Regions from separate parts of the Mus musculus genome. Here region 2 is linked to region 1. A link is a contact called in public promoter capture Hi-C data. All regions are on one chromosome and are shown on one strand. The core of a region is the stretch at or near the end of the contact, and the rest is flanking DNA. Distances in the headings are between cores, read along the strand shown.

The links. Promoter capture Hi-C pulls out the DNA fragments that hold promoters and counts their contacts.
Region 2: a contact with region 1 is called in a promoter capture Hi-C map of liver, with 2.4 times the contacts expected there. The contact joins the promoter of Eif2b2 here to the promoter of Arel1 in region 1. A contact is called at or near these places in 5 of 39 promoter capture datasets (fetal liver, liver, neural stem cells and 1 more), 1 of 484 Hi-C or Micro-C datasets (CD8 T cells), 1 of 115 datasets of contacts at active chromatin or transcription factors (memory CD8 T cells) and 1 of 9 other capture datasets (liver).

Annotation. Positions count from the first base shown.
Region 1 is chr12:84,966,642-84,973,903 of GRCm38.p6, forward strand. It overlaps Arel1 (apoptosis resistant E3 ubiquitin protein ligase 1), which reads right to left and starts at 4,208. Exons shown (of 20, transcript NM_178065.5): 1 at 3,988-4,208. Fcf1 (FCF1 rRNA processing protein) reads left to right here and starts at 4,289. Exons shown (of 8, transcript NM_028632.2): 1 at 4,289-4,324; 2 at 4,574-4,641; 3 at 6,349-6,420. The coding sequence starts at 4,322.
Region 2 is chr12:85,214,838-85,222,099 of GRCm38.p6, forward strand. Eif2b2 (eukaryotic translation initiation factor 2B, subunit 2 beta) reads left to right here and starts at 4,644. Exons shown (of 8, transcript NM_145445.4): 1 at 4,644-4,887; 2 at 4,985-5,105; 3 at 5,260-5,408; 4 at 6,640-6,803. The coding sequence starts at 4,725.

The DNA.
Region 1 (7,262 bases), core at 2,958-5,457:
GAGTTCCAGACCAATCTGGTCTACAGAGTGAGTTCCAGAACAGCCAAGGCTGTATAAACAAGCAAACAAATGAAGTTCTAGGTTATGCTCAATTGTTCAAGGCCAGCCTGTGATACACTAGACCTTTTCTTTAAAAACAACAACAACAACAAAAAAAACCAGGTAAAATAATATACTATAGTACTTACTAATGTTACAAAATCTTAACTGTTGTAGGGTATGTTAAGCAGCCATACTCTAACCAGGACCCTTGCAGAAGGCTGAACATGAGCAATAATTTTTCCAAGTTGACCACTTGGTATAGTATTTAACTATTTATAAGTTATTCTTCAACAGAGGCTGAGTTTGCTTTTGTTTTTGTTTTAACAATAACTAGCATGTTGTCTGGGACAGAATAGCCTCTCAATAAATGCTGTGTGAATATGTGATGTACCTCTAAAGTGTCATGTAACCAATCCAACATCAAGACAGGAGAACACGCTGTATCTTATATTACCACATTTTAAGCATCTTTTGTTTTTAGTTTATGTATATGGGTTCTCTCTCTCTCTCTCTCTCTCTCTCTCTCTCTCTGTATGTGTGTGTGTGTATGTATGTGGTTTTTTTGTGAAGGCTAGAAGAAGGTGACAAACCCCCTGGAGTCAGGCTTATGGGCAGTTGTGAGCTGTCAGATGTGGGTGCTGAGAGCCAAATCTGGATCACTGAAACAGCAGCCAGTGTTCTTAGCCACCACGCCATCTCTCTGGCCGTTACTCCATTTAAAATCACCAGGTTAGATTAAAAAGTAATTAACCAAATAAATGTTTGTTGGGGGAACAACATATGGCCCATGAGATAAATGTAAACATGTAGTTTGAGACTAGAAATAATATCTCTACATTAACTTGAAATATAAGATGTTCCCTAGGGGCTCTCCCACTAGTCGTAATTCTATTCAAATGTATTTAGACCAATTAATAAGGAGAACAAAGTCCAAGGCCAATTAAGTATTCAAACTGTGGACTCAGGGGTCTCAGAGACTCTTTCTCTTCAGGACTACAGAAAACACACAATGAACCACTAAGAAGGACTAAAGTAATTCTTTCCCTCACGAGTGTGCAGTCAAAAGTAATTACTTCCCACTTCCATTCAACACAGTCAAAACCATGCTACCTTCCATCCCTATCAAAGGATGGCATATAATAGCTGAGGCTTTAATCGTAGGCTTTAAGATCCCCAGATTATGACAAAATTACAATGCAGCAAAGCACTCTGCTAGCTATGTTCTCAACCCCACAGTTCTCATACTCTGCTAGCTATGTTCTCAACCCCCACAGTGTTCCTCCACTGATTCAGCTCCTTATCAAGTATTAACAATCAAGGATCAGAAAGTTCTCAGAACAGAAGCTGCAAATCGATTTAAAATAAAAGAAAAAAAAAAAAAAACAGATTTCAAGCTTGAGAGGAAAGGGCTTTTCTTTCAGTCCCTGAATTTAAAAGCAAGTTACAAATTACCTAGCTCGGCAATTTTCTCTTTGAGTGCTCTCAATCAAGTGCACAAGGATGCAGTCTGTCTGTCTCTGTCTCTCTTTTTCTCTCTCTGTCTCTGTTTCTTTCTCTCTCTCTTTTCTAATCAGTCTCCAGATGGTTTTTCTTTTTTTAATAATTGACCATGTTTATTAAAAAGGCTAAATACCGGTGGGCAGTGGTGGCACACGCCTTTAATCCCAGCACTTGGGAGGCAGAGGCAGGCGGATTTCTGAGTTCGAGGCCAGCCTGGTCTACAGAGTGAGTTCCAGGACAGCCAGGGCTACACAGAGAAACCCTGTCTCTAATCTCCCACCCCCAAAAAACGGCTAAATGCCTAATCACTAACATGTTTCTTTTTTTCCCCACATTTTTTATTAGATATTTTCTTCATTTACATTTCAAATGCTATCCCAAAGTTGCCTATTCCCTCCCCCCGCCCTGCTCCCCTACCCACTCAAGCCCACTTCTTGGCCCTGGCATTCCCTGTACTGGGGCATATAAAGTTTGCTAGACCAAGGGGCCTCTCTTCCCAATGACGGCTGACTAGGCCATCTTCTGCTACATATGCAGCTAGAGACACGAGCTCTGGGGGTACTGGTTAGTTCATATTGTTGTTCCACTTATAGGGTTGCAGACCCCTTCAGCTCTTGGGTACTTTCTCTAGCTCCTATATTGGGGGCCCTGTGTTCCATCCTATAGATGACGGTGAGCATCCACTTCTGTATATGTTTCATTTTTTAAAAATATGGGTGCTGTTAATTCTACCCATGAATGGTAGCCTGGCAGACACAACCTGTTGTGAAAAGATAAGGAACTCCCGGTGGGGGTAAAGCAGAAGTAAAGTCTCTGAAGACATGTCAATAATAAAATGATTTCAACACCAAAAATTCACAACCCACAGATGTGTGAACAACAGAGAGACCTGCACACATATGAGTCTCTCAAAGAGAACAACAGGAAGGACAGCAGTTTCACATTCAAACCGACACAAAATGACCCGTTATAGAGACCTGAAAGTTTAGTAAGAGTTCTGAGGTTCGCCAACACGGTCAAGTTTCAAAATAGTAAAAAAACACATGAACACTCAAGTGGTGTAACCTTTCGGGCTGGAAAAACTTGACAGGAAATGACTGAAAAGACTTTAATGGCAAGCATCTCTAGGGACGATGCTTATGACTATGAAAACACAGGTCGGTCCTAGTGGTGTCTGGGTAATATAGGTGCTGTGATGATGAGCTTAGCTTTATACACAAAGAAACAGAGGCACCAACTGATGGCCCAAAGCAATGCAAATAAAGCAACTCAAGAGAGGGAGTGAACTGCAGCCAGTCAAACGCCCGAGTCCCATAACCAATGCACTGCCTCGCACTGTTACACCTCGAACACCTCTGAACCCAGTAACACTAGGTCAGTGTCATGCAGTAAGAAAATCACAAGCGAACCAAACTGACCTCTGAGCGTCTAGGGCACAGCTTCAACATCGGTAAAACAAAGGTATCAAAAGAGTCAACTAAGATGAAGTTCACATAGCCTACAAGTCTCATAAACTGCACATCCACTTCCAGGAAAGCTGTCCCTGGCCTTCCACAGACTCTCAAGGGGTAAAAGAAACCTCTCTCCGGATGGCTAAGAACAACTAGAATACATCCTAAAAGCAAAGACAAACAAGCAAACGGAAAACAAAACCAAACACTGCCCAGTTTCGCTTTCTCATTCCCACATATTCTCCCTCTCCCATTAAGGACTGCACACCAGGCTTCACAACGAAGAGCACTGTTCCCCATCACATTCCAGGCTTGCTAAGTAGTTGCACATATAAGCTTCTGCACCTGTTTTTCTTGTGATCGTCTAAAAAAGGCCACTGCGACTGGGATAATTGGCTCAATGAGTAAAATACCTGCTGACCAAGCAAGAAGCCCTGAGTTTGGTTTGCCCAGGATCTGGTTAGAAAACAAGCCGGGGAGTAGTGGGCTTGTCCACTCCAGCACCGGAGGGCAGGGATGGGAGTATCTCTGGGGCTTTTTGGTCAGTCAATCTAGCAAAAACCGGAGGTGGAGGTGTTTCCAGGTTGGGTAAGACAGACTGTTTTCTAAAAAGTGGAAGATAAAGACAAGCAGCTTCCTCTGGCTTCTGCTCTGAATTTCTGCTCTGATGCACCTGCACGCTCGTGCTCGTACACACACACGGGAAGAGAGAGAGAGAGAGAGAGAGAGATGCAGACAGACAGAGACGGAGGGAGAACATTGGGGGGGGATGTCCTCCATCGCTATTACATTCCTCTCTTTCCGAAGAATCTTACGCCCAGCCTCACAAGTTCCAAGCCGGCGAGGAAAACCAATCAATAACCAGAGCCTCAAGGCTGAACTACAGAGCCAAGGCTGAAATGATGTGCCAGAGGAAAACCAGAATGTACTGTCAAACTATGGGACGCCCAGGATTCCCGACCCCTCTGCCCTCGTCCCCTCTTCTCTCGCTCGCCTTCAGCAATTCTGGTGCCTACGGTCGGCTGGGCTCTGCCTCCGGCTGCGGCGTGAAGAAAAACGTTACCCGAACGGGGGCTGCAACGTGGCCAAGTCCTAGTTCTGGGGTCCGAGGAAGCAGCGGCCTCATCCAGCACAAATCCTACCCTCCACCCGCCCCCCAAAAAAATCTCCAGTGTCGATCTCCGCCAGCGTTAGGAGCCGGCTCGGAGCTTTTACGTTTCCCAAAGTAGCTTCCGCCTCCGGGTTGGCCTTTGCCGGAAAGAGCGTGAGGATGACGTAAAGTGTCGCGCTGCGAGCGATTCCGGAAGAAACAGGAGTGCGGCGTGAACATGGTGAGCGGAGTGGGAGAACTTTGTCAGAGAGTTTTGGGGAGCAAACGGGAGCTCAGCCTTTGGCCAGATATAGACTCGGTGCTTCCTTGTTTGTTTGTTTGTTTGTTTGTTTGTTTAATTCCATTCTGGCCTTAGTTCGAAGGGAGTAGGGAGGGGGACTGAGTGCTGTTTGGGGAGGGGCAAGAAAAATAGAAGAGAACTTTAAAAGATGTTTTCAGCTCTTTTTAACTCGAAAACTTCTGTTTCAAGGGGAAGCAAAAGAAAACAAGGAAATATGCGACTATGAAGCGAATGCTCAGTCTGAGAGACGAGCGACTGTGAGTGGTCAGAACCAACTGGTTTCTTAAACTGATCAGAACTACAGAAGTCACGATGGGCTAAGTAGAAACATCTGATGTACTGGTTTCTTAAACTGCAGAAGTCACGATGGGCTAAGTAGAAACATTTGATGTTTTTTTGTTTTGCTTATAATGTCTTAGGTCTGTGTTGCATGGAATTATAGTCACACATTCGGTGGGGCAGGGCATGGTATCGTTGTGGGAAAGCCGGTGAGGAGGTCATACCATGGCTGTCTTCAGGTCCTGCCACCCAAGTTTAAAAAGGACGATGGGAAAAGTCCAAGATAGTCCCATTTTATAAGTTGTAAGAATTCAGAACCTTGCCGGGCGGTGGTGGCACACGCCTTTAATCCCAGCACTCGGGAGGCAGAGGCAGGCGGATTTTTGAGTTCGAAGCCTGGTCTACAGAGTGAGTTCCAGGACAGCCAGGACTATACAGAGAAACCCTGTTTCGAAAAAAAAACAAACAAACAAACAAAAAAAGAATTCAGAACCTTCGAACATGCTAGTATGATATTCCCATTATAAAGAACACTCAAGGGGCTGGTGAGATGGCTCAGTGGGTAAGAGCACCTGACTGCTCTTCCGAAGGTCCAGAGTTCAAATCCCAGCAACCACATGGTGGCTCACAACCATCCGTAACGAGATCTGACTCCCTCTTCTGGTGTGTCTGAAGACAGCTACAGTGTACTTACATATAATAAATAAATAAATCTTTTAAAAAAAAAAAATAAAAATAAATAAAGAACACTCAACCAGTTTCTCTGTATCGGTAAGGACTGGGTAAACAGTTAATTTAATGAAGACTGGGCTTCTTCGTGTTTAAGATTTTCGGAACAAGAGAGTGGTCATTAGAACCTTCAGAATTATTATTCTCAGCTTCTGATGTGGGTTTTTATTTTATCTAACAATGTCCCACTGATCACTTCCTTGTGTTGAGTCTTTATTTTATACGTGTGTTATGTTTCAGGCCTTTATAAATAACGTGGAGAAACTTTCCTCCTAAACTTGTGGTTTGAGTCCTTTTTGGTTTGATTTGGTTTGGTTTGTTGTTGTTGTTGTTGTTGTTGTTGTTGTTGTTGTTTGAGACAGGGTCTCACTAAGTAGCCTTGGCTACCCTGAAACTTGCTATGTAAACCAGACCTCGAATTTTTAGGGCTCTGTCTGCCTCTCTCTCCCTGGAGCTAGGAGGGCCACCATGCCTACCTTGGGATATTCAGAAGTCTTCAGCAGGTTAATAACAACCTCTTCACGGCCTCTTACACGTGGTTTGTTTTTGTTTTTTTTTAGCATATATTATACATAACAATAGATATCATTATGTTATTTTTCAAGTGGGTATATAATGTACTTTGAGTAAAATCAACCCCCATTTATACCAAGAAAAAAGTTAATAATTAGAATTTATTCATTAACAACATCTTGAGTTTATTAGCCTTACTGATTAATTTTTATATTTTCTGGCTACTTCCTGCTCTATTTACTTGTTCTCATAGTATATGTTGATGCTAACATCACAAAGTCCACAACTGGATTTCTTTGGTAGCAGAAAGAGAATGGAACTTGAGGTGATAGAGATTGAGCCCAGGGCTTCACGCGTGCTAGGCCAGCCCCAACAAACTGAAACTTCCAAATGAAATTTCAACTGCATCATGTTTCCCTTCTCTGGATTTGCTTTTTTTGCAGTAAAGAAAAGGATAGGTTGAAGCCTAAGAAGAAAGAGAAGAAAGATCCGAGCGCGCTGAAGGAAAGAGAAGTGTGAGTACTAAAAGCGTCAGCTTGCCTTTCCACTCAGACACTAGAAAGCAGTGGCCCTGTAAGATTCCAGGCTTCCCTGACTTCATTGCTTGTCGAGTGAAAGTGCTATCGGGGGGCACATTCTCATCTCCATGCTTTGAGGTTTTGAATCCCATTGAGCAATAAATTTTCCCTGAAGGCACTAGGACTAAACTTTTTTTCTCTTCAAAAAATCTTTTAAAACAAATAATTTCTGTTGTTTGCCACATTAAAATGTCATAAAAGAGAGACTATATTGCCACAAATCGGTGAGGTTATATATTCTGGATGAAGGTCATTCCTTTAAAATAAGTACCTTTAACGTCATGAAAAATCTGAGCACATTTTGCATAATTTTATCTTCCTGCTCTGGATTCGCAGAGGCTGTATTGTCACCGCAGTTCCTGGCTCAGGAACATCATGAGGTTTTAGATGAGTAGTGGGCTCTGCTATGGTCCTAATGCTAGACAGTCTGTTTACATTCCATCCATTTTAGGGTTCTGAGAATGGCAACGTGCTATAGCATTGATTTTAATCCTGATAACTAGATTCTTTCTGTGCCCGAAGACTAGTCTCCAGATCGAGGAAGAGCTACGTTTGGAATAGTTGTGTTTTTAAAGTTATATCAGAGCTTTCTAGTGAGCCTGAAAATAGCATGCTGTCAACTTTCCTTTTTAAAGTTTCTTTAATTATGTGTATGTGTGGCCACGATGTGTCTCTGTGGGCATGTGCACTTGAGTTTGGGTTTCTGGAGGCTGAGGGTGGAGCACCCCTGGGGCTGGAGTTACAGGCAGTAATGAACACTCAAGGTCGGTGGAGGAACT
Region 2 (7,262 bases), core at 3,394-5,893, 250 kb after region 1:
ACATACAGCAAGCTATGAAGCAGAAGCTGAGGCAGGCACCATGGAGGACTGCTGCTCATTGGATGGCTTCCTCTGGGTTGTTCAGCTCCTTTCTTATACCATATGTCTACTTGCTCATGGATGGCACTGCCCTGAGTGGGCTGGGCTCTCTTACATCAGATTAATCAAGAATTGAATCTAGGTGGGCTCAAGCACGCCTTTAGTCCTGGGACTCGGGAGGCAGAGACAGGTGGATCTCTGTGAGTCCAAGGCCAATGTCCTCTACAGAGCCAGTTCCAGGAAAATGTGGCCACAGGCCGATCTAATAATCTAAGCAATTTCGTAGCTGAGGTTTCTTCTTCCCGGGAGACTCCAGGTTGTGTCACACTGACAGCTGGAGTTAATTATGATGTATAACACTGACCAAGTTACTAACCCCATGTAGGCCTCAGCTTCCTCTATGACTTAAGAAAGCCTTCCCTAATCCAAAATTGAAAACACAGTCTCCTGTATTTTCCTCTGAATATTTTATTTCTGTTTATAGTTTATGATGTGAGGGGTCACACTGGGGTTTTGTGTACATTTCTCCACTGAGCTAGGCCCCTAGCATCTTCTAAACATTTAAGGAAATTGTCTGGATAGATAAATTGGAATTATTTCTTGTAGGGGATGAAAGATGTTCATGAAAAGCAACTCCCTTTTCATTGGCCATTCTTTTCCGCGGTGATTTCTAAGATGCTACTGTTGGCTGCAAGTCTTTAGAACATGTGTATCGGTTTGGAGACCTGTTCTGTCTCAGTACCACATCCATCCTAAACTAAAAGGCCATTTTCCTAAACATTGCCTTACATTGTTCTAAAAGTCTTGTTCTCTAGTAGGGAAGAACTTCTTGCCTACATCTAGTCTCTTAGAGTATCATGACTAGTTTTGGCCCCTTTCTCTCCCCTGTATTTCTTAGAAACAACTTCTGATTTATTTTTATTTTATTTTATTTTTTGCCTCCATTGGAGTTTTGACGAGACTACACATGGGAAACTAGATATATTTAAAGTACTAAAGTTTCCTATCCATGATCATGGTATATGTCTCCGTTTATCTAGGGCTTCAGGTAGCTGTGTGCCACAGTGTGGGTTCTGAGAATTGAACCTGGGGTCTGCAAAACAGCAACGTGTGCTTTAACCCACCGAGCTCTCTCTCCAGTCCACAACACTTCTTTTTAAATTTATTTATTATATGTAAGTACACTGTAGCTGTCTTCAGACTCCAGAAGAGGGCGTCAGATCTCATTACAGATGGTTGTGAGCCACCATGTGGTTGCTGAGAATTGAACTCAGGACCTTTGCAAGAGCAGTCAGTGCTCTTAACCACTGAGCCATCTCTCCAGCCCCACAACACTTAAATCTACTTGTATGCAGGTCCCGGCACTTGGGTTTCCTCCAGGCTCAAGGGAAGGCTTTCGCTCTGACACCAGTTTTTAAGTTCTCTTATAAGGAAGATAGAGTAAACATTTTTAAAGTTACAAAATATATTTTTTAAAAGGTACAGATAGCATGATGAGTCACTGGGACAGATGTGTAGCTGTGTCTCCAATAAAGAACATGGCAGCTCTTTCAGAGCATTGGGTTTGACTCCCAGCACCCACCTGTCGAGGGCATCGGGCTCCAACATTCCCTTTCTTAAACTAGAAGTGCTACACATGTGTCACAGGGACTCAGCCTGCTCTACAGACACAGACAAAACACCCATACACAGGATTTTAAAAATAAATTTAAAAAGGCAATGCAGTCAACATTCCTCCCCAGTCAGTGCTTTCTCTGAGTGGATGGATGTGGGTGTGCTCATGTGCACGGGGAAGCCGATGTGCTCATGTGCACGTGGGAGCCGATGTGCTCATGTGCACGTGGGAGCCGATGTGCTCATGTGCACGTGGGAGCCGATGTGCTCATGTGCACGTGGGAGCCGATGTGCTCATGTGCACGTGGGAGCCGATGTGCTCATGTGCACGTGGGAGCCGATGTGCTCATGGGCACGGGGAAGCCGATATGCTCATGGGCACAGGGAAGCCGATGTGTTCATGGGCACGGGAAAGCTGATGTGTTCATGTGCACGTGGAAGCCGATGTGCTCATGGGCACGGGGAAGCCGATGTGTTCATGGGCACGGGAAAGCTGATGTGTTCAAGGGCACGGGGAAGCCGATGTGCTCATGGGCACGGGGAAGCCGATGTGTTCATGGGCACGGGAAAGCTGATGTGTTCAAGGGCACATGGAAGCCGATGTGCTCATGTGCACGGGAAAGCTGATGTGTTCAAGGGCACAGGGAAGGCGATGTGCTCATGGGCACGGGGAAGCCGATGTGTTCATGGGCACGGGAAAGCTGATGTGTTCACTTGCAAGTGGTAGCACGTGGAAGCCTCTGGGTGTCATCCTCCAGACGCTACACTCCTCCCAGGGCTCACCACTTCCCAATATTATCACACTAAAAGACCAAACCCTTAGCATTTGAACTTTTGAGGAACACACTTCAACCATATGCAAGCTATAATCATGAGTAAAATGAAGGTCGATAAATGTGGGAAAACACAAGCATCACTGGCAAGCAGGAAAATGCAAATTAAAACAATCCTGAAGGATCTTTTTATGCCTACTTTCTATAAAGATGTTTGGTGATACCATGTGTTGGTAAGCATGTACAACATTGATAGATGGCCCCACCACTCCTCTGCTGTGAGGTGATCTGGGCAGGGGGTAGATGGCCTTGCCCACTCACCCCTAGCCACCTGAGGCAGTCAGGAAAGCTGACCCTAGGGTCATCAGAGTGAGGGGAACTGGGTCTGCACCTCACCTGAACATTACAGTAGGGTTGGCCCTGGTTGAGGGGTTTTTGGGTCAGCCAGTCCCTAGGGTGAGAGCAAGAGAGAGCTGGCCCCTGCCAACCTCTGCCAGAGGTGGTGTGAGTGCCTGGGTGATGCCCCCCCCCCCAGGAAGTCTGGAGAACTGGCCTTGAGGTCATGAGAGTGGGTGAGCTAGCCCTGTCCCTTGTCCACTAGAGCACCTGGGCAGGTGGGCACTGTACTTCATCTGGGCAGCACAGCCCTGGTGGAGGGGACCCAGGTGAGCTGTCTTGAGAGGACAGAGTGTGGGAGAGCTGGCCTCTTTGACCTTTCTGGGGTGAGATGGTACAGGTACTGGTGTGATGCCCTCTCCCTTCTGCCTTGCCACCTGCAGTAGTCAGGAGAGCTGATCCTAGAGTCATGAGTTGGGGAGAGCTAGCCCTGCCCCACTGGCTGTAGCACTTGGGAGAGCTGGCCCTGCACGTTGCCTGGGCAACACAGTAGAGTCGGCCCTGAAAGCAAAGATACAGGTGAGCCAGACCCCAGCAAATTAAACAATATGCTATTTAGAGATTGCAAATATTTACTTTTTAATGTACTGCTGCATTCTATTTTTCTAGTAATTTATTAGGTTTTTCTTTTTGTTTTGCTAATGACAGGTACAGTTTTCCTGTACTATCTTTATATGATTTTGATACCGATCTAATCCCTCTGAAGACAATTTATCAGCTGTAAGGAAAGTCTTAAAAGTCTGGAAGATTCACTTTTGAGACATTTATCTTATATTTTTGGTTGTGAGCCTAGCCTTTAATGGCTGAGCCATCTCGCCAGCCCAAGACGTTTATCTTAAATAAATAAGAGATTCTAATTCCGTTTGGGTTCAGGGGACCCAGGATAAGCACAGCCTTTTTACCTCCCTAACTGCTTCAATACCGTGAATCTCTTTCTCAGTTTGTAAAGCCGGGGGAGGAGAACCTACCTCATGTAGCTGTATGACAGTAAGAACTTACAGCACTCAATACCTAGTAAGTGTCGGGTCAATGGAAGGACTTATTACATTGCATGTACTCGCCGGCCTCCAAATTGCAGGACAGCATTCTTGGTGTCCTATTAGCTTCTACTTTGTTTGTTTGTTATTTCGAGACAGGGTTTCTCTGAATAGCCCTGGCTGTCCTGGAACTAACTTCGTAGACCAGTCTGGCCTCAAACTTAGAAATCCACCTGCCTCTGCCTCCCAAGTGCTGGGATCAAAGGCGTGCGCCACCACAGCCCGGCTAGCTTCTACTTTGAATCTCTTTCATTAGTGACATTCCTTAGGGCTTTCGAGGCCGAGGATATAAAAAAGCAAACAACAACGTAAGAGCTAGGAATAGGAATGGTGGTACCACTTGCCTAGCACCTGTGAGATCCTACGTTCAATTCCTTGCACCGAGCGGGGAAAAGAAAGATAAAGTCGGTGGGGAATGGAACCCATTGGAAAAGGTGAACATGTTCAACCCGCGTTGCAGCAGCACTTTTCTGGGCGTCTCGAGCCCTGGACTCGCACTCATGGAGGCGTCTGCCAAGCATCAGGCAGCGATGGAGCCAGGAAGGAGGAAAGCCACTTCTGCTGGTCGCAGGGCGGGAGAGCCGCTCGCTGTTCCCATAGCAACCAGACTGGCCAGCGTCCTCCGGGCCTCCCGGCTCGGCGCGCAGACTCCCAAGGGGACCCTTCCAGCCGTCACTTCCCGGCGGTGCGCCCAGCTCCGCCCTAACACGTTTCTGATTGGCCTCAGCAGAGGGAGGGGCGGGCTTACAACTCCACGAACTCAATTATGTTTCACCGAGCGGAAGTTGACCTCTCTCGGCCCGGAAGTGAAACAGTGCTTTGGCAATTGAGGCTTCTGTAAGTGAGTCCCGGGACGGTGTTGGAAATGCCGGGTGCCGCGGCGAAGGGCTCGGAGTTGTCCGAGAGGATCGAAGGCTTCGTGGAGACTCTGAAGCGAGGTGGCGGGCAGCGCAGCTCGGAGGACATGGCTCGGGAGACCCTGGGGCTGCTGCGCCGGCTTATCACGGACCACCACTGGAACAACGCGGGTGCGGCAACTCATCCTCGTTCTTGTTCTATTCCTGAAGCTGATATTCACTTTCACCGCGCGCCTGCCCCGTTCACTCGGTCTCTCTTGGGTTTCAGGGGACCTTATGGATTTGATCCGCAGAGAGGGCAGGAGGATGACGGCTGCGCAGCCCTCCGAGACCACCGTGGGAAATATGGTGCGGAGAGTCCTCAAGATCATCCGGGAGGAGTATGGCAGGTCAAACTCACAGCTTGGGTGGGCTCCTGGTGGGACCAAGGGGTGCTGGCTTTTGGTTGTTAAACCGTGCCACCTATCAGCTTGAAGCCTCTGTTGTGGCTGAGCTGCTCCCGTTGCCCCAGTGATCACTCTTTGGGTCTTGTTGCCTCCATAGACTGCACGGGCGCAGTGACGAGAGCGATCAGCAGGAGTCCCTGCACAAACTCTTGACATCCGGAGGCCTGAGCGAGGATTTCAGCTTCCATTTTGCCCCACTTAAGGCCAACATCATTGAGGCGATTAATGAGCTGCTGGTGGAACTGGGTAAGAGATCTGATCACTAAGTGGACAAGTTAGGTCGCAGGCAAGTGAAACAGTCCCCTAGAAATTGTGCATTGACAGGGATAGGCGAGATCACCAGTCTTCTGGTTTGAACACCCATTTGGTAGGAGTGGATGGAAAACACCAAGCTTATAGTAACTGCATCTTTCAAGACAGACCTGCTCTTTAACAGTATATTAAGCGAGAGATTTCTTTTAGGGGAAGTTATTTTATTTTATTTTATTTTATAGCAAATGAACTTGCTGGGGATGTAGCTCAGTGGAAGAGTGCCTTACTTGAGGCTCTGGGTTTCATTCCCAGTGCTGCAAAAAACAGAAAACGAGTTCCCCAAAGCCGCATTTGGAAGTTTCTTTTTCACTAAACTTCATCTTGACTTCAAAAAATGTTTACTATTAGTGGTGTGTGTATGTGTGTGTGTGTGTGTGGGTCACAGGGCAACTTTGTAGAATTTGCGCATCCCCCTTTATGTGGGTTCCAGGGATGGAGGGCAGGTTTCCAGGTTTGCCCATCAAGCACATTTACCCACTAAGCCATCATGCCCACCCCTTTGAGGTATTTATATACATACCGCCTCCATCCTCACTTGCAGATTTTTGTTACAGTCTGTTCTTCAGAGATTTAACACTGGGTACTGGGGATGGAGAGATGGACGGCTCAGCGATTAAGCTGCTCTTGTAAAGTCCCCAGGTTTAGTTCCCAGCATCTACACTGTGGCTCATAGCCACCTGTAAGTCCTGTTCCAGAGGACCCGATGTCCTCCTCTTACCTCCACAGGGACCAGGCACACATGAGGCAAACAGATATACATGCAGGCAAGACATTCATGCACTGAAAATAAGTTAGACAATTTACAAACAAACTAGGTGCCACCTGTACTCCAGACAGCCACTCTCAAGCTGCTGTGGGGTTTCTGTATTTCTTTGGTATGCCCACTGCCCATGGAGGTGTTGTGGCCACCTTTTGGATGAATAGTTCTATCAGGGGAAGATCTGTTTTTGGTTAGCACTTCAGGATTTCCCAGATTGGCTGAGGAGTGCAGGCCCAGGACCCCAGAGTGATGCTTTTAAGAGCTTGGACTGTTGCACTCTGAGCCTGCTAAGCCTGTGATGCCAGGCTGGCAGTGTCTAAGGGCAGCTTCCCCTGTGAGCCTTTGCCCTGCCTGTCTGGGGTTAGCATGCCATTTTCACGTCCCCTTGCAAACCTGTTCTTGCAGAAGGCACAATGGAGAACATTGCCGCCCAGGCTCTGGAGCACATCCACTCCAACGAGGTGATCATGACCATTGGCTACTCTAGGACAGTTGAGGCCTTCCTTAAAGAGGCGGCCCGGAAGAGGAAGTTCCACGTTATTGTTGCAGAGTGCGCTCCTTTCTGCCAGGTAAGAGGGGCGCTTGGAGTTGCTGAGAAGGGGTGAAGGGGGAATAAAGGAGGGATGAGCCTGAGCCGACTGTGAATCAATTAGCTCAGCCTGGAGTCATTAAGAAAGTAAGTCCTACCGGATGTGGCAGCCCACACTTCTAATCACAGCCCTGGGGAGGCAGAGGCAGAGGCAGAGGCAGAGGCAGAGGCAGAGGCAGAGGCAGATGGGTCTCTGTGAGTTCTAAGCCAGCCTGGTCTACATAATGAGTTCTAGGAACAGCCAGGGCTATAGAAAGACCCTGTATCAAGAAAGAGAGAGAGAGAGAGAGGGAGAGGGAGGGAGAGGGAGAGAGAGAAAAAGAAGGAAGGAAGGAGAGAGGGAAGGAAGGAAGGAAAGAAAGAAAGAAAGAAAGAAAGAAAGAAAGAAAGAAAGAAAGAGAGAAAGAGAAAGAAAGAAAGAAAAGAGGAGGAAAGCAAG